Regions from separate parts of the Mus musculus genome. Here regions 2 and 3 are each linked to region 1. The links are chromatin contacts, called in public Hi-C and HiCAR-type maps. All regions are on one chromosome and are shown on one strand. Each heading gives the region's core, a stretch centred on a gene start, on an enhancer-like site or on the middle of the called end of the contact. The rest is flanking DNA. Distances are from core to core; before and after follow the strand shown. Region 1 has its middle 5.5 kb from the start of 2310020H05Rik. Region 2 has its middle 28 kb from the start of Ptcd2. Region 3 overlaps Tnpo1 (transportin 1).

Evidence for each region. Hi-C and Micro-C count contacts between places; a contact is called where the count stands out from the background. HiCAR-type assays count read pairs that join an accessible place to other places.
Region 2: a contact with region 1 is called in a Hi-C map of cortical neurons, with 2.2 times the contacts expected there. The contact joins two enhancer-like sites. A contact is called at or near these places in 10 of 484 Hi-C or Micro-C datasets (the N1E-115 cell line, Sertoli cells, cerebral cortex and 7 more) and 7 of 115 datasets of contacts at active chromatin or transcription factors (embryonic midbrain, embryonic stem cells, neural progenitor cells and 3 more).
Region 3: a HiCAR-type map of kidney shows a contact between it and region 1, with 5 times the contacts expected there. The contact joins two enhancer-like sites. A contact is called at or near these places in 1 of 39 promoter capture datasets (the SN4741 cell line), 7 of 484 Hi-C or Micro-C datasets (bone marrow-derived macrophages, cardiomyocytes, embryonic stem cells and 3 more) and 11 of 115 datasets of contacts at active chromatin or transcription factors (astrocytes, bone marrow-derived macrophages, embryonic basal ganglia and 5 more).

The regions. Positions count from the first base shown.
Region 1 is chr13:99,092,072-99,094,826 of GRCm38.p6, forward strand. No RefSeq gene overlaps it. Among named protein-coding and RNA genes, the nearest start is that of 2310020H05Rik, 5.5 kb to the left of the region's middle. Within about 2 kb of position 1,435, at least 104 of the 459 cell types and tissues checked have an H3K27ac peak or open chromatin away from gene starts, as enhancers often do. A contact at or near this core is called in cortical neurons and kidney, where this site is marked.
Region 2 is chr13:99,315,825-99,318,524 of GRCm38.p6, forward strand. No RefSeq gene overlaps it. Among named protein-coding and RNA genes, the nearest start is that of Ptcd2, 28 kb to the right of the region's middle. Within about 2 kb of position 1,392, at least 11 of the 459 cell types and tissues checked have an H3K27ac peak or open chromatin away from gene starts, as enhancers often do. A contact at or near this core is called in cortical neurons, where this site is marked.
Region 3 is chr13:98,844,135-98,846,834 of GRCm38.p6, forward strand. Tnpo1 (transportin 1) reads right to left here. Exons shown (of 24, transcript NM_178716.3): 23 at 2,287-2,429; 24 at 1-486. The coding sequence ends at 2,322. Among named protein-coding and RNA genes, the nearest start is that of Gm34995, 30 kb to the left of the region's middle. Within about 2 kb of position 1,272, at least 7 of the 459 cell types and tissues checked have an H3K27ac peak or open chromatin away from gene starts, as enhancers often do. A contact at or near this core is called in kidney, where this site is marked.

The DNA of each region.
Region 1 (2,755 bases), core at 185-2,684:
CATTCCCAGATATGGTGGGGGTGGGAGGGTGAGGGTGGGGGTGGGACACAGGAGATACCACAGGCCCAGGCTGTCCCAGGAGAGTGCTGTTCTATCCCATCTCTACAGGGGACATGGTGGTTTGGTTCAAAAGATAGTATTGTGTATGTAAACTCACTTTTCAAAGTCAAATAGCCCGCCTAAGACATGAGCCCTGTGGTCGATTTGTGGTTAGCTCTATCTGCACCTCTGAAGTTGAGTCTCTCTCGGGGTATTCTTGTGAGCCATCTCTAGTGAACTTTCTCGGATTTCCTTGCTTAAATGATTAACAGACATGTCCTTTGATCACTTGCATAGCAGTGTCACAATCTGAAAGCAAAGGCCGTTCTATTTTGTGGGAGTGTGCAGGCAGGCCTGGGAGGGAAGAATTTTGGACTCTCCCGAGCTCCTTGGAGGCCTTTGCAGACAAAACACTTGGAGAGCGTCTGGCACACTGACAGAAACTATCTGCCTGGGGCCAGTGCTGAGTCTGTCCGAGCTCAGGGGTCACGTCACTGACCTGACGAAGAATGCAGCTTATCTCTCGGATAATGGAAGAAGATCGATACTATAGTCATGAACAGACTTGAACTTGTCTCTCTCGATTTGAACTCACCCCCACCCCCTGTTCAGTAAAAAGACTCAAAAGTGTATTTAGTTAAAACTGGCAAAGCCCACATAGTTAGGTGCAATTAATTTAGTGAGCTAACCAACATACACCGCTTTACCATAAAGATTTACTGTCAGCCTATGCAGCTCAAATCCTTGGGCTTAGACATTTCCCATTAGTGAACAGTGTTCGCATCAACTCTATATTGGGATTAGTGGTTTTTCACGGTTCTGGGAACTGAACTAGAAAAGAGAGTATTTGGTTCTAATGACATTAAAGAGGACTCAATAGATTGTGTTACTTCATAGATTTTCCTTTGCTGTGGATTTTTTTTTTTTTTTTTTTTTTTGGTTGTTGTTACAAAAGAACTATTTTAGGCTTAAATGTATCCGCTGGCCATTTAGTCTATGGAGACACACCACATATTTAATGCTCTGCTTCATTGCCCGCTGAAAGAAATAAGTGCATAACAAAATGCTTTGAAAAATGCTTAATTTCTCAACTGTTGATTTAATGTGTTACGGTTCAATAAGGTGATGAATCGCTCTGCTCTGCTACCACTGGAAACCAGAAAAATGATCCACACTGGTATGTTGCATCTGTGAATATTAAGTTTGTCAATGTAATTTATGACTAGGCAGGTAATATACCGGTAATTTGCATACTAATTGCTGTGGTGGAAGCCAGACGACTTTAATTCGCTAAGCTAGTCTGTCTAAGCAGAAGCCAGCAATTACCTCTCTGTGCTGGAGAGACAGCCTTGTTTAGGAGGAGAGAAAATGGAGGCAGTCAGGAAGCCTACAGAGCTGCCGGGCCCCCTGCTGGTAGCCAGGCAACACGTTTGCACAGAGGCAGCCTTGTGCAGGACCTGTAGGTGAGAGAATGCCTTTCCTCGCTGAGGCAAGCCGGATTTCCCAACCAAGTAACATTCAGAAAGCAGAAGATTAAAGTCAACGAAGCTCACTGCGAGCAGACACAACCTGTCTGTGTGTCCAGTATCAGAAATCTGAAGGCAGGAAAATAGCCCATTTCTATCTCCTGTAAAGGGAGCTTTCAATACAGGTCTTTTGAAACCAGATTTTATTTTTTTTTCATTTATGTATCTATGTACGTGTCTGTCTGTCTGTCTGTTGTGCAGGTAGAAATTGGAGGGTGGTGGAGGAATGCAGCCTGCATACAGAAAGATGTTGAGCATCCCCACTAACAATGAAAGGAAGAACGCTAACCTCTGAGGGATGATTTTTCTAATAGATTCAGAAGGATGAACGCTTTTTTTTTCCTGTGTAGGGCATGCACCACCGAGTGCAGGGTAAACCTGTATTCTTTAGGAGAATGAGATATTAATAACCCTTGAGATTTTTTTTTTGAATATCCTTAGAGCAGTAACCCTACTTCAAGAAATGCACATCCCAGAGCGTGTATACCACGAAGCCCACATGTTCACTTTTATTTTTATTCGATGTATAAAAGTGTGGTCATTTCAAATGATTCAACCAAGCACAAGGCTGTTAATTGTTACATTTTGGGATGATGATAGTTTGTGAATGCCTAACCAACCGCTCAGCAGGAGGAGGCTGATTAAATAAACAGGTACATAGTGCAGAAAGCTTACGAACATCGAGACGTAGAGCCAATGCACAATGTTTGTGCAGATGAATGGCCATGCCAGGCATTGACGGTGGGGTCAGATGGGCCAGTCTATGAATCAGTACTTGGGAGTCTGAAGCAGGAGGATTGCCATGAGTTTGTGGTCAGCTTTGGCAACAGACTGAGACACTATCTTTAAAATAAAGAAATATGAGTGTGGGTGATTAAATAAACAGATCACAATGTGCAGCAGTGTATAAATGGTATTTTTTTATTCCATATAAAAGGTGAATATAGGAAAAGTCAGGAAGGCTATGTTCTAATGTTTAATCACGTCTACCTTTTTAAGCAGGGGCTCTGTCTGGGTCAACTCTAGGAGAGGACTCTTGGTTAGCTTTCCATGTTGGAATTTGACATGAAGCACCCACCTCAAAGACTATGATAACATAGCACAAAAAGCATTGGAAAATGTATCCTATTTGGGGTTGAAGCTCAATGGTAGAGAATTGTCTAGCACGTGTAAATTTTGGCTTCTACTCC
Region 2 (2,700 bases), core at 142-2,641, 220 kb after region 1:
GGAGCCAGGGACAGACTGACCCTCAAGGGCCTGGCCCTAGTGACCTATGTCTACCAGGCAGGCCATACCTCCTACAGGTTCTACAGCCTTCAAAGTCAAGCTACAAGCCAAGGGCTGAGCATTTACAGCATGGCTCAGGGCAGGGCAGGAGGCATGGTAGCAGGGCTGCTCTCTGCCCTATGAGGCACTGACTTTAACTTATCTCTTTGTCAGGAAAGAGCTTGGTCAAGCACTGTGGCACACATCTAGAATCCTGGCAGGCTAAGGCAGGAGGATCTTCAGTTTAGACTGGGTTATAAAGGAAGACCACCTCCTACCCCACACCCTGACAAGGTGGATCTTATAGAAGTAAGCTTCACTGGATGGCTTGTGACAAGAGGTCATGAGCCCAAGAAGTCATCTTCTCTTTATAAACAGTGCAGTAGACTTTTTGCTTTCTTTCTTTAACTCCTAAATACAAAAGCCTACAAAAAGCCTACTTAACATCATATACAGAAATGAATCTGGCCTTCAGATTTCTATTGGATCTGGGGCAGGTAGCCATCACACATGATTTTTAAATATAATATATTGAGATTGTGGAGAATGGGGAAAGTCTTGAGGGGTAAAGTCCTGTGTAAATATGTATTGTTTGACACGAACACAGCCATGTCAAGGACCAAAGCCTCAGAGCTATGGGAAAATGCCAAAGCTTTCCAAGGCTGGGCTCAGCGGAATGCCAAAGCCTTCCAAGGCTGGGATCAGAGGAACGCCAAAGCCTTCCAAGGCTGGGCTCAGTGGAACACCAAAGCCTTCCAAGGCTGGGATCAGAGGAACGCCAAAGCCTTCCCTCCTGTTCCGAGGGCCAGTGTTGAGAGTGTGTGTAGAAAATGTCCACCATAGCTCTGTCCCCAAGATGTTTGCAGCCTGAAGACTGCTCTCCTACAGAGACTGCTCCTTCGGAGATTTCCCTCCCTGTTCAGTTTTAGAGTTTCCTTCCAGTGCACTGGAGGATTTTGAGAACCGCTTGTTGATTTCTCAGTTAAGTCCTCTGGAGCAAGTCTTTGTCCCTTTGCTCCTCCCTGGTGTTCTGGTCTCTGGTAGGGACGCGTTTCATTTGAATCCCAACATCATATAATCAGTACTCTGTGAAGACTCGGTATGTAACTTTCATGGAATTGAATGTGACCTCTGAACAATTCTTCAAGTTGGGCAGATCTAAATACACTCAATTCTCTAGTGAGTCATCTAGTGTTTTTGTGTGACGAAGATGTCTTCTGCATCTGTCAGGTACGTGGGTACTTTACCCATGTAGCCTCAATATGAATTTCTGCTCTCTCTGAGTTCCAGGAATGGAAGACATTTTTGAAAACTGGTACCCTAAAAGAGAGAGAGAGAGAGAGAGAGAGAGAGAGAGAGAGAGAGAGAGAGAGAATCTGGGCGCCCTCTGCTGTCTCGGCTAAGTTCTGCTGCTGTAGAAAAGAACACAGCATGAATAAAAGTACACATATACACATACAAAACAGACACACAAAACACAGACACACACACAAAACAGACAGACAGACACACACACAGGCAATACAGACATGTGATTAGAAACATGTTTACTAAAGTGCTTCCCAACAGCCTGTTTTAAATACCATTGTCTTCTACTCCCTGGTATCCAATCTATGACCTCCAGTTTTTCCTGAGAAGTGGGGTAATGCTATCTCAGAGGGCTTTCCTGAAGGTTCAATGAGATATATAGCCAACTGCTCTGTTAGAGCCTGAGGAACAATAACCCTTGCTATGTGCTGGGTCATTTCCTTCTTTTCATCAACTCTGGCATAAGTGACCCTGCTTCTGCTGTCACCCAAGCACCCACAGATCAGTGGTTCTCAACCTTCCTAACACCTCAACCCTTTAATACAGTTCCTCATGTCGTGGTGACCCCCAACTATAAAATTATTTTCCTTGCGGTATCATAACCACAATTTTGCTTGTTATGAATCATAATGTAAATATCTGATATGCAACCCTGTGAAAGGGCCATTTGTCCCCAAAGGGGGCACACTGTAACCCATACCCCACAAGTGGAGAACCAGTGCATTCTGTTTTTTTGTTTTTTTAAAAGTAATTATGGGGAACTGGAGAGATGTCTCAGTGGTTACGAACACTGGCTTTTCTTCTAGAGGACCCAGGTTGAATTCCTAGCACCCACATGGCAGCTCACAATTGTCTATAACTCCTGTTTCAGAGGATCTGACTCCCTCACACATGCAGGCAAAACACCAATATACATAAAATTTAAAAGAAATAGTAACTAATACATTTTAAGTGCTCACCTCTAACAGTGTGCATTAGTTATCTTGCTACTGAGGCTTTAAAACAGGTATGACGGCTGGTCTCCATCAGCAGAGGCCAGCAGTCTCCCTCTCGGGGAAGCAGGGGGCAGGAAGGTTGGTATTTATTATTCATGAAGTTGTTTGTGCTTTTTCCATTTTTGTTTTTGTTAATGAGTGGTTGTGGCCTAACAAAGAGCACCACAATTATCTAACGCATTACAGCCATTTACACAAGGTAAGTTGGGGAAGCATGGTCTATTCTCTAAGGCTTTGCAGGTACAGGAATCAACTTTTGCTGTTGTTTACAAAACACCAGGCACACACAGAAGCCATTATTTTCTAAGAAGAATTTTTTGTTGTTGCTTTGTTTTTTTTTTTTTTTAATGAGGCTGTC
Region 3 (2,700 bases), core at 22-2,521, 250 kb before region 1:
TGTTAGTTTTAAGTAGTTCTTCATCAGCATGCAAAACAAGGCCCCGTAACGTGGGAAATTTATATAAAAACCTTTGATAAAAAGCCACCTTACTGCTGCAGCCTCCCACTCTTAGGTGTCCTTTGCTGTGGACCTGGGATTTTCCTCCTCCTTATCATTCCCTAGGCATTGTTTAAGTGGTTCTTGTTTTGGTACAATCCCCCATAATATTCCAGAAAGTACTGTTCTGTGAGTAGACGGAATAGTTTTTGCTTCTTCACATCCAGTGCAGAGTTGTAATTGGAGACAGATTTCCACCCACAAAGGCTCCAGATGTTAAAACATTTCCCAACATCGACTTAGTACAGTGACGGCAACACCTCCCTCCCGCCCCTCCCAGTAGGGTTGGGATTGTACTGTATTCCCTACTGGTTTACCCTTCCCCCCTGTAAAGGGTAACATTTTCCCTGGGTGCAGAGGCTCCCATAGTCTCCAAGACTGACGGACCTGCAAAAAAACAAAACCAAGTTCATCTTTAATACCTTCCTCTGTTTCAGAGCCAATGGAGCATAAATCCAGTCCAATAACAATTCTATCTCTAGCAATAGAGAAAATAAGAAAATGGGCAAATTGACTAAGATCATGCTATGTTCTTCTGAGACTCTGGACAGTCTGCATCAGATATGAAGGAAGGCAAACCCACATTGGGAACATACAGAGTCTAATGCTTCATATAATGAATCCTGCCTTGCATGCTACTTATCTTTACCTCTTTTAGCAGAATGGCCCTAAATTCAAACTGAACATTTCCTGCATAATGCCACTTTACTTTCTTAAAAAATAAAATCTTAATTTAAGATAGTCACTTTCCTTTTTATCCAATGTCTAAGGAAACAAATTCTAATTTTACCCTACTAGGGTCAGAAAGTAGTAATGTCCAGAAATAAAACACACACCCATTTTCTTGATGTTCTTAATTAGTTCTCCTTTCAACTACTTAATGTGCTTATTTTCTATATTCTCAGGCAATCTCATGTTGCTGATGTGAAGTTTTAAAATTACTAACACAGTTCAATGTGAAGATAGACCTAAGAAATCAACACTACTAAGCTGGTTAAACCAATGTCTGACAATGGTCCTTTCACAAAAAAAAAAAACAATCAAACTTTGAACACTTGGTAAATGTTTGAATGAATTCACAGTGGTTAATTAACCCACCAGTGAAGTAACAACCAGCCCCTATTCTCCTGCTTTTAAATGGGAACACAAAGTAGCAAGAATAAAGGCCACCGTGGCACTCTTAAATCTAACTAGGAAACAATTATTTTCTACCTGATCCAGAAGCAGGATCATCAGTTAACCTTAGTTGGTGGTGGCACCAAAGAGACACCAAAGAGACACACTACCAAGACTGCCTCTTCAGAGCTAAGTCACCCCCCCACCCCCACCCCAGTGCATTCTTAGGATCAGAGAAAGCAAATGCTGACACCGAGGGCTCTTCACTGAAGTGAACATCACAGAGGGCCTAGAGAGTCTGAGGCTACAAACTGATTTCTACTCCCTGCTAGGCTAGGTAACTCAGGTAATGAATCTTTCTGGCTCAGACTTAACAAGCAGCTAGCAAAAACCAAAATGAAACAATCCCAACCCTTGTGATGTACAGGGTACTACAATTTAGTAAAATCCACATTTTTACACATTTAGTGTGTCCTTTGGCTTTCAGATAGGTCTCAGGTTGTGTTCAGGTTGAGCTCACTGTACTGGTCTAAATAGTGTGCAAGGCAAACACACCAAGCTCTGTCACTATGCCCACAGTTTCACTCTCAGCACAACTCACCAAGGGAACCGTAGCTAAGCAAGAACAGCTTAGTCTGGAGTTGTGAACAGAGATTATCTAGAGCAAACACCCAAAGCACTTGGCTCTGGACTTCTTCAAACCCAGTCTTCCATGAACAACTTTGAAAGAATGTGGGTGCCTGACACAAGGGTGTAAAACATCATCTACTCCCAGAATTCAGTTTCAATGTTAAATGTGTTTCCTTAAAGGTTATAACATAAAGCCTCTTGCCCTTGCCATGTGTAAAATTATAAAGTTAAGGCTTCAAAAATGAACCACTTTTGCCACTGCTCCCCACCACCGTGACTAACCGCTCTTGTACAGAAAGAGAGTGAGAAGAGTAAACTAATGTAGATATCAAACTAGTGTACCAACCAGGATCTCTGTTAAGAGAGTGTGTGTGGGTATGAGCATTATTTGACCACACTATTAGTCTTTCACTCTGAACATTTCTAAAACTTGTAACTTACCCCTAGTTTTGGGACTGCAGCTTAAGTGTATTAGATTAAACACCATAAAAAGCTGCAAGACGCTCTTTTAAGGGAAGAGGAAACTGGTCAGAGAATCGCCTCCAATTTTCATCCCCAACTTGGTTTTTAAATCCATGAAGGATCTGCAAAGAGTGACAAGCTATTAACTTATTAATAAAGATAAAACCTCAGATCTATATAGCTTTAGGAGTCAAACATTATTGATGTTAATTATGACTTTTAAACATTTCAAGGTATTAATTCTCAAACCCTGTTAATTAAACTCTCTATACCGTATGACTTCACCAAAACCACCTCCATGCTTTAAGTTTAAAACTCAGGCAATGTCCTTAGCAATATGATGTACAAGAAATCTCTGATATTAAACTAAAAAAAAAAAAAAAAAAAAAAAAA